Regions from separate parts of the Bactrocera dorsalis genome. Here region 2 is linked to region 1. The links are chromatin contacts, called in public Hi-C maps. All regions are on one chromosome and are shown on one strand. The core of a region is the stretch at or near the end of the contact, and the rest is flanking DNA. Distances in the headings are between cores, read along the strand shown. Region 1 has its middle 30 kb from the start of LOC105225972. Region 2 holds the start of LOC105225971 (homeotic protein Sex combs reduced).

Evidence for each region. Hi-C and Micro-C count contacts between places; a contact is called where the count stands out from the background.
Region 2: a Hi-C map of whole body shows a contact between it and region 1, with 6 times the contacts expected there. The contact joins the promoter of LOC105225971 here to the enhancer-like site in region 1. A contact is called at or near these places in 2 of 2 Hi-C or Micro-C datasets (both in whole body).

What each region holds. Positions count from the first base shown.
Region 1 is chr5:66,681,379-66,684,882 of ASM2337382v1, reverse strand. No RefSeq gene overlaps it. Among protein-coding and RNA genes, the nearest start is that of LOC105225972, 30 kb to the right of the region's middle. Within about 2 kb of position 1,407, the one cell type or tissue checked has open chromatin away from gene starts, as enhancers often do.
Region 2 is chr5:66,737,986-66,741,420 of ASM2337382v1, reverse strand. It overlaps LOC105225971 (homeotic protein Sex combs reduced), which reads left to right and starts at 1,844. Exons shown (of 4, transcript XM_049457455.1): 1 at 1,844-3,435. The coding sequence starts at 2,358.

The DNA of each region.
Region 1 (3,504 bases), core at 158-2,657:
TTCCTTGTCGGTATATGGGCAGAGAAAGAGTCGCTAGAGTTCGGTTTGGCGACTCCATGATGCAAGTGATCCGGTATGAAATTAAAGTGTCTGAGGATATCCGAGTGTTCAGATACGTGTGCTTTTAATAGTTATTATTTTAAAGAAATAAGTTGAGGTCATGAAACTAAGCGAGATAGATATAAATATATATATAATATATAATCAGGATGACGATAAAAGTTGAAATCCGTCCGGCCGTCCATCCGTGCAAGCTATAAATTGAGTAAAAATGAAGATATCCTGATGAAACTAGATATTTTCCTTAGCAAAAAAATAAAGAAGAATTCGTAGATGGACTTAATCGGACCACGCCCACAAAATTTCATTAAATGTAAACGTATAAAGTGCCATAACTAAGCACTAAAATTAGATATGGAAGTCAAGAGATCGCAGTAACAATGGAAAGGAATTTTCAAAAAGTGGGCGTGGCCCCGCTCTCTAAAAGGTTTACTGCATATTTGTCCGTGGTCTAGGATAGCCGAGTTCTCTTAAGACAATTGTTATAAGAACTTTTTCTAACAGCGTGAAAATGGTTGAAATCGGAAGATAACCCCGTCCATTTCCCATATGTATAACGGTACTGTTAAAAACTACTAAAAGTGCGAGAAATCAATAACTAAATACGATAGAGACCTAAAACTGTACACCCGAGATGGTATTAGAGGGCTTTATGGGAGCCAGGTCAAAAATTGGACCATGGGCTTGGCAGTACTTCTATTTTTGCTAGTCGTAAGATTATAAAATGTTCGGTTACACCCGAATTCAGCCTTTCCTTATTTGTTGTACTTACATTTTGATGTAATATTGAAAAAATAGTAAAAAAAAGAAATAATCCTTATTAAAAAACAGCATCTATAAGATTATAACAACAATATTTCATACACACACTAACAAAAATAATGGCCAACAACGTACCTTAGCATTACTTACCCACACTCCAAACACTCATCCATTACCAATATCTATAAAACTTGTATGACTATAATTATTATGTCCATATGTATGCATGTCCAACACATTCCATGTCCCCTGCCACTTCATAGAGAGACAAGTGGCATTAAAAGTGCTGACAATAAGTTCAAAATGAAACACTCCAAAGACCCCCGACCACACAGCCGCAGCGAGTCCATAACTACCAAGGAAATCGCCGGCAGCCATGAACTGTTTGGAGTAACCAGAAGGCCATAAAATAATTCACCACACACCACCACGGCAGTGGATTGAGTAACAGCGGGGCGCACAGCTAACAAGCAAACAAGAAGAGTCTACGCAACCGCCGGCCACACAATCATAAACAAGCAAGCAGCCGCCTGCAGTCGCAGCAACAGACGCAAAACACACTGCTGCACAGCTTGAGTGACTGCTGGCCGCCTGAGTGGCTGAGCGGCTCAAGTGAGTTGAGTCAGTTGAGTGAGTGAGCGTGGCCACGCCTACGTGGCAAGCGACATGGCCACACTTGAAAGATGGCAAACATTTTGGGCTAAAAAACGTACAAAATCAAATTGTTGTTGCTGCTTGAAATGCGCAGGTCTCAGCGCTGTTCCATTGCCACGGCATTCCTATGGCTTGCTGGGTTAAGAGTCTTTTAGATAGCAGCGTAGCAAGGCTTTGTGGCAATTGAGCAGGTTCTGCTGCGCATGCTTTGGTTGGTTGTTGTTGTTGTTGTTGTTGTTGTTTGCAAGCATATTGTTGCTTTAATGGCATAATTTTTAATTGGAAGGGGCATGTGCGTGCGTTTGTGCTTGAAAATGAGCATAAAATTTAAGCAACAAAAACAGCAACAACAAAAGCCACAGGCAATAAACGCACAAAAACAATTCCATTTTCATGTGTAAGCAACAACAGCCAGTTGTGGTAGTGGTAGTAGTAGTAGCAAACACACACTGCAGCAACGGCAATAACAACAACAGCAACAATAATATCAGCAACAACAACATCAACATCGGCGACGATGGAGTCCATTTTGAGTTTATTGTTTGATGATTTGAACATTTTATATGTTTTCGTGTTGCTTTGTTGCTGTTATTGTTATTTCGTGTGCTTGCTTGTTTGTTGTTGTTTTTATATTTTTGTAGTTGTTGCTTACTTTTCCTGTTGTGTAAGTATTTGTATTTGTTTTATGCAGTTTTTAATAACTCTTTTTTACCGTTACGAGTTCACGAGATCTTTCGTGGTATTGGTTTGGTTCCTATATACATACATACACACAAAGAAACTTATTCATACATACTTGTATATTGATATCTGCACAAATAAAGGCTCAATTTTAAGGTATTTATATGGAGGTTGAAGATTCTCAATTGATCAGGCTTAGATAAATGTATTTGTATGAATGAATTTATGTAGACATACGGGTTATATGCTAAATAAAAGGGCAGATAATTAATTTTCGTGGCAAAACCAGAATTGATAGTCAAAAAGCTTTTGGTATCTGTTTGCTGGGTTTCGGAATCAGCTATTAGAGACTGCTCTCTTACGACCAAACTCTTAGTACGAGCCTGTACTGCCAACAATTGAACCGTCTGAAGGAATCAAAGGCACAGGTAGTGACATATGTAGGTAGTGACTCGCCAGCAGCTTCGTAGACTTTACTGAAAGAAGTTCTTATCCACCTTATACAGTTTTTTTAGAAATATGGTTTTCAAGGAAAACATCCACTTAAATATGCGCTCACAAGTGTTTGAGTTTTGACCTCCCAAACGCAGGACACTCAAGAAGGCAGTGTTGAGATGTTTCCCCCTCATCTTTTTCCCTACAGCTTCTGCAGATGGCATTTGGTATGAATCCTAACCTTACAGCATGGACGCCAATAGGGCAATGGCCTGTAATGGCTAGCATTACTGAGGGCAAAGAGACTCTTAAGGAAGCTGCACGCCAGAGCAGTAAGTCTGCTGCTACCTTAAAGTCTGCAACCTCGACTTGGAAGACACTGCAATAGTCAAGAAGTCTGAGGCTAGAGTTGATAGAGTGCTCTTAACAGTGCAAACCCCACCACCAACCATCCCCCCAACCAATGCGTAAAGCTCACTGCCGCCAGAGTACGATTTAACGATACCATGATCCAAGTAATCCGATATGATCGAATAAATTCCTTCTGAGAGCCAGTTATCGATTACTTTTTTTTCTGCAGTTGGGGTCATATATCATAATATATCATAACGCGCTGTCATCTTGTCGTACCTGCGCAGACAAGCCGCTCCACATAACCTCACAAAAGATATTCCAGCGGTGTTAAGTCTCAGGATATTGGAGGCCAAGCCTCATGCTCACGTCACGAGATAATGCGTTCAGCAAAAGTTTTCTTCAATGAGTTGTTGTCTACATGGCATATGGGGCCGTCTTGTTGGAACCAAAGGTCGTCCGCATCAACATTCTCCAAATCAGACACGAAAAAGTGATTAATCACGACGCTATAGCAACCGCCTTTGACTGTAACTGCCATAATGGCCGGCTTAATTTTTG
Region 2 (3,435 bases), core at 595-3,094, 56 kb before region 1:
CCTTGGAAAGAAAAACCGGGTAATAGTGGGATCAACTCTGATATCTAACTTAACTTCTTTGGAAAACATGATCCCTGGAACGCAAAATCCAATTAGTAATATTTTTATGCTTTTGTATGACGTTTCGTTAACTCCAATGATCTTTTTGGGATAACTTTTCCCGCAAAATTTTCATATTCACTTCAACAATCTCTACTTTTTCACATTGAAAACACACTGTCCAACACTTTCAGTTCGCGACATTCATATAATACGTTTATAAACCCCCCTTACATCCGTCTGCCCGGCCGTCATACATACATTCCGCTCGGCTGCTTGCTCCTCCAATCCGAAATAGTGTATTTTAATGACGTACATAATAAAATTCCCATTCGTTTTGTGCCAATTCCATATAATTCCAACCCAGCCAGCCAACTCGTTGCTTGGCTGTTTATTGTTACTGTTGTTGTTGCTGTTGCTGTTGATAGTGATTTTCAAACACTGATTTCTCCACTGATTTACTTACTCGAACTACATTGAAAAGCGAGTGTGCGGCAAGCCTCCACCGGCCAAAGTCGTAATAAACGACGAACAACCCTTCAGCATGAGTAAAATGAACAATAAAAGCAGCAACAAAAACAACAACAGCAGCAAGAGGATGTGTATGAGTGGTAAACTGTATTAGCTGCACTCAACAGCAACAAATACAAAAACAGTAGCAACAATAATAAGAAGAGCAACAACAATAACAACAAGTGAAACAAAGATAACAACGAGAGTAACAACAATAACAAGAAAAACAACTATAGCAATAAGAGCAACAACAATAACAACAAGAGCAACAACAATAATGTCGAAGAGTCAAGCAGTTTGTTGCGCTCTCACTCGCGCTCACACATTTCGGACTTAATTGTTACACACTCACACTCAACAACAACAATGTTAGCATTAATAACAACAACAACACTAACAAGTATACGCTGAACTATGAGTCAATGCAGCAGAAATGTTGGTTGGCAAGCAGCAGAGCGGAAACGGAGGTGTAGGCAAAGCGGATTTGAGGAAACAAAACGCTTCAACGTCTCTGTGTGAGTGTGTTAGTGTTAGTGCTGTTGTTGTTTCATTGCTGCTGTGCTGGGATTCCAATTTCTTGCTGAGCACTTTTTGGCTTATTGGTCTCTTTGTTATTGCTTGCCGTGTGAGCTGCCGTTGCGAACACGAACACCGCTACAGCGGACGGACAAGCAGAGTCGACACAACGACGGTAGTCAATTTGGAAATCATTCTGTAGTCTTAGGCCTAATCAAACGGACGGTAAATGGTAACGCGCACGCCAGTCTGAAGGAAATCGCTCAAATCATAATTATTATTTGAAAATATCAAATCAAAAAACGGATTTTGAATAACGCTTGTATTGGAAAAGAAATAGTCGCACAACGTCGGTTGAGTGCGCATAACGGCGTTATCGAACGAATGAAAGCACGTCAAGTGTTAAGTGGTTTTTAAGCAAAAGTAAAGTGAAATTGCGGAAAAATTTTTAACTTTTTGAGAAAAAAAATTTTAAAAATTCAACTGTTTGAAAAAAAAATTTTGAAAAAATTTTAAAAATAAATGAAAAGCAAAATTGTTTGTAGAAATTTAGTCGAAACTAGCAAACTGACTGCGAGCTCAACTGGCTATATAGTAATTCAGTAGATATTGAGTAGCCGTCGTGAATTTTTTAAATTAAAGAAAAAATATTCAAAATCAAAATTGTTTTTCTAAAAAATATTACTTTCTTACAAAAAGTGGTATTAGCTTTGAATAAGTTGTCTATTTTTATTTTACACTGAAAAAAAATTTAAATAATTAAGTGAATTTCCACTGGAAAAGTGAAAAAGTGCAAAGTGTTACGGAAACTCGAAAAAAACCCCAAAAAAAGTCCCAGAAAAGTACTAAATTAAATACACCTCACCAACTGGCGCCCAACATCCACACTGGGTAGCCCTTATTTGCCAACGACGCCCGCGGGCCCTGAGAGTCCGCATGCCGCAACCGCCGTTGCACACATAACCGCCGTGCAGCCGCTACCGCCCACGCTACATGCCTACAACGGCAACCACAACGACGCAACACAACACAGCCATCACCCGCTGCTGCCGCAAAAGCATTTCCAGCTTTCCGAGCACTCCGCTTTCAATTTAGCCGCCACAGCGATCGCTGGTGCCGCCGGATTTCCCAACAGCGCGGCCGCTTTCTATCAACGTCTCAACAGCTTTGCCGGCGCAAGTGAGAGCACAAGCAACTCATCACACGACTACTGCCTGCCCACGTACAGTAGTGGCGGCCACGGCAGTGAACAACAGCAATTGCAGCTACCAACAACAAACACAGACAACATGGATCTCATAAACCCCTATATGCGCCATCACAGCTTTGCCACGAGCCAAAGCAGTTCGCCGTCGGCCATGGCCATGGCGTCCATGGCCAGTCGCAGTCCACCAACTGGCGCGGCCGCCTTGCATCATCACCTACCAAATGCCGCCGGCTTGACGAACGGTTTCGCCGAAGCGGCTGCCGCTGCAGCAGCTGCGCACCATGACTATCAGAATTTGGCCGCTGCCGCAGCGAGTCGCGATCATTTGCTTGACTATCATAATGCGGCAGCTGCGGCCGCCTATGCCGCCAACAATAATAATCTTGCCAGCCCACTTATGCTGCTGAAAGCGCCGTCAAAGCAACTGCACTCACACAGCCATGAGACCAGCGGCACAAAGTCGACGCGTTCGGCTGAGGATTCCTCCACACCGCCGCCTTTACTGTCGGCGGGTAGCGTTGGTGGCGTCGGTGCTGATCACTCCTCCGTCACTTCATCGTCCCGCCTGCAATCCGAATCGCCCGATAATTGCGCCAACTCGCTGCATCAACGTAATCGCTATGACAATAACTCCAGCCCCGGTGTGGATAGCTCCAAATCGTATCCGGTGAGTCAGCGTAGCGGCAGTGCTGGCGATGAGGCGGGCAATAATAGCGAGTCGAGTCCGCCACCGCCGGACTACAGTCCGGAGAATCTCTCCGCTAATCGCGCCAAATATGCCAATGCATTGCAAGCGCATCACAACAACAATAATAATAACAATAATAACAACATAAGCGGTATGCACTCGTTGGGTGTGCATCACAATAACAATAACAATATGTTGGAACATAAATTGCCATTGAGCTTTCTGGGGCCACCGCTGGCGGCGCTACACTCAATGACCGAAATGAAGACTGGCGGCGGTGCGTCGAGCATGATGAACGGCTATGCGAATAATCAGCAGACGCAGCACTTGATTGGTGATGGTCGCGCTGGTGTCGTGGGCAGCGGTATATCCGGTTCCATGACGACCACAACAACAACACATACACAAGGTGCGGCTAATCCGCACGGCATCGATACGATATTGTCGAAACCGCCGCCGGTTACATCGGCGG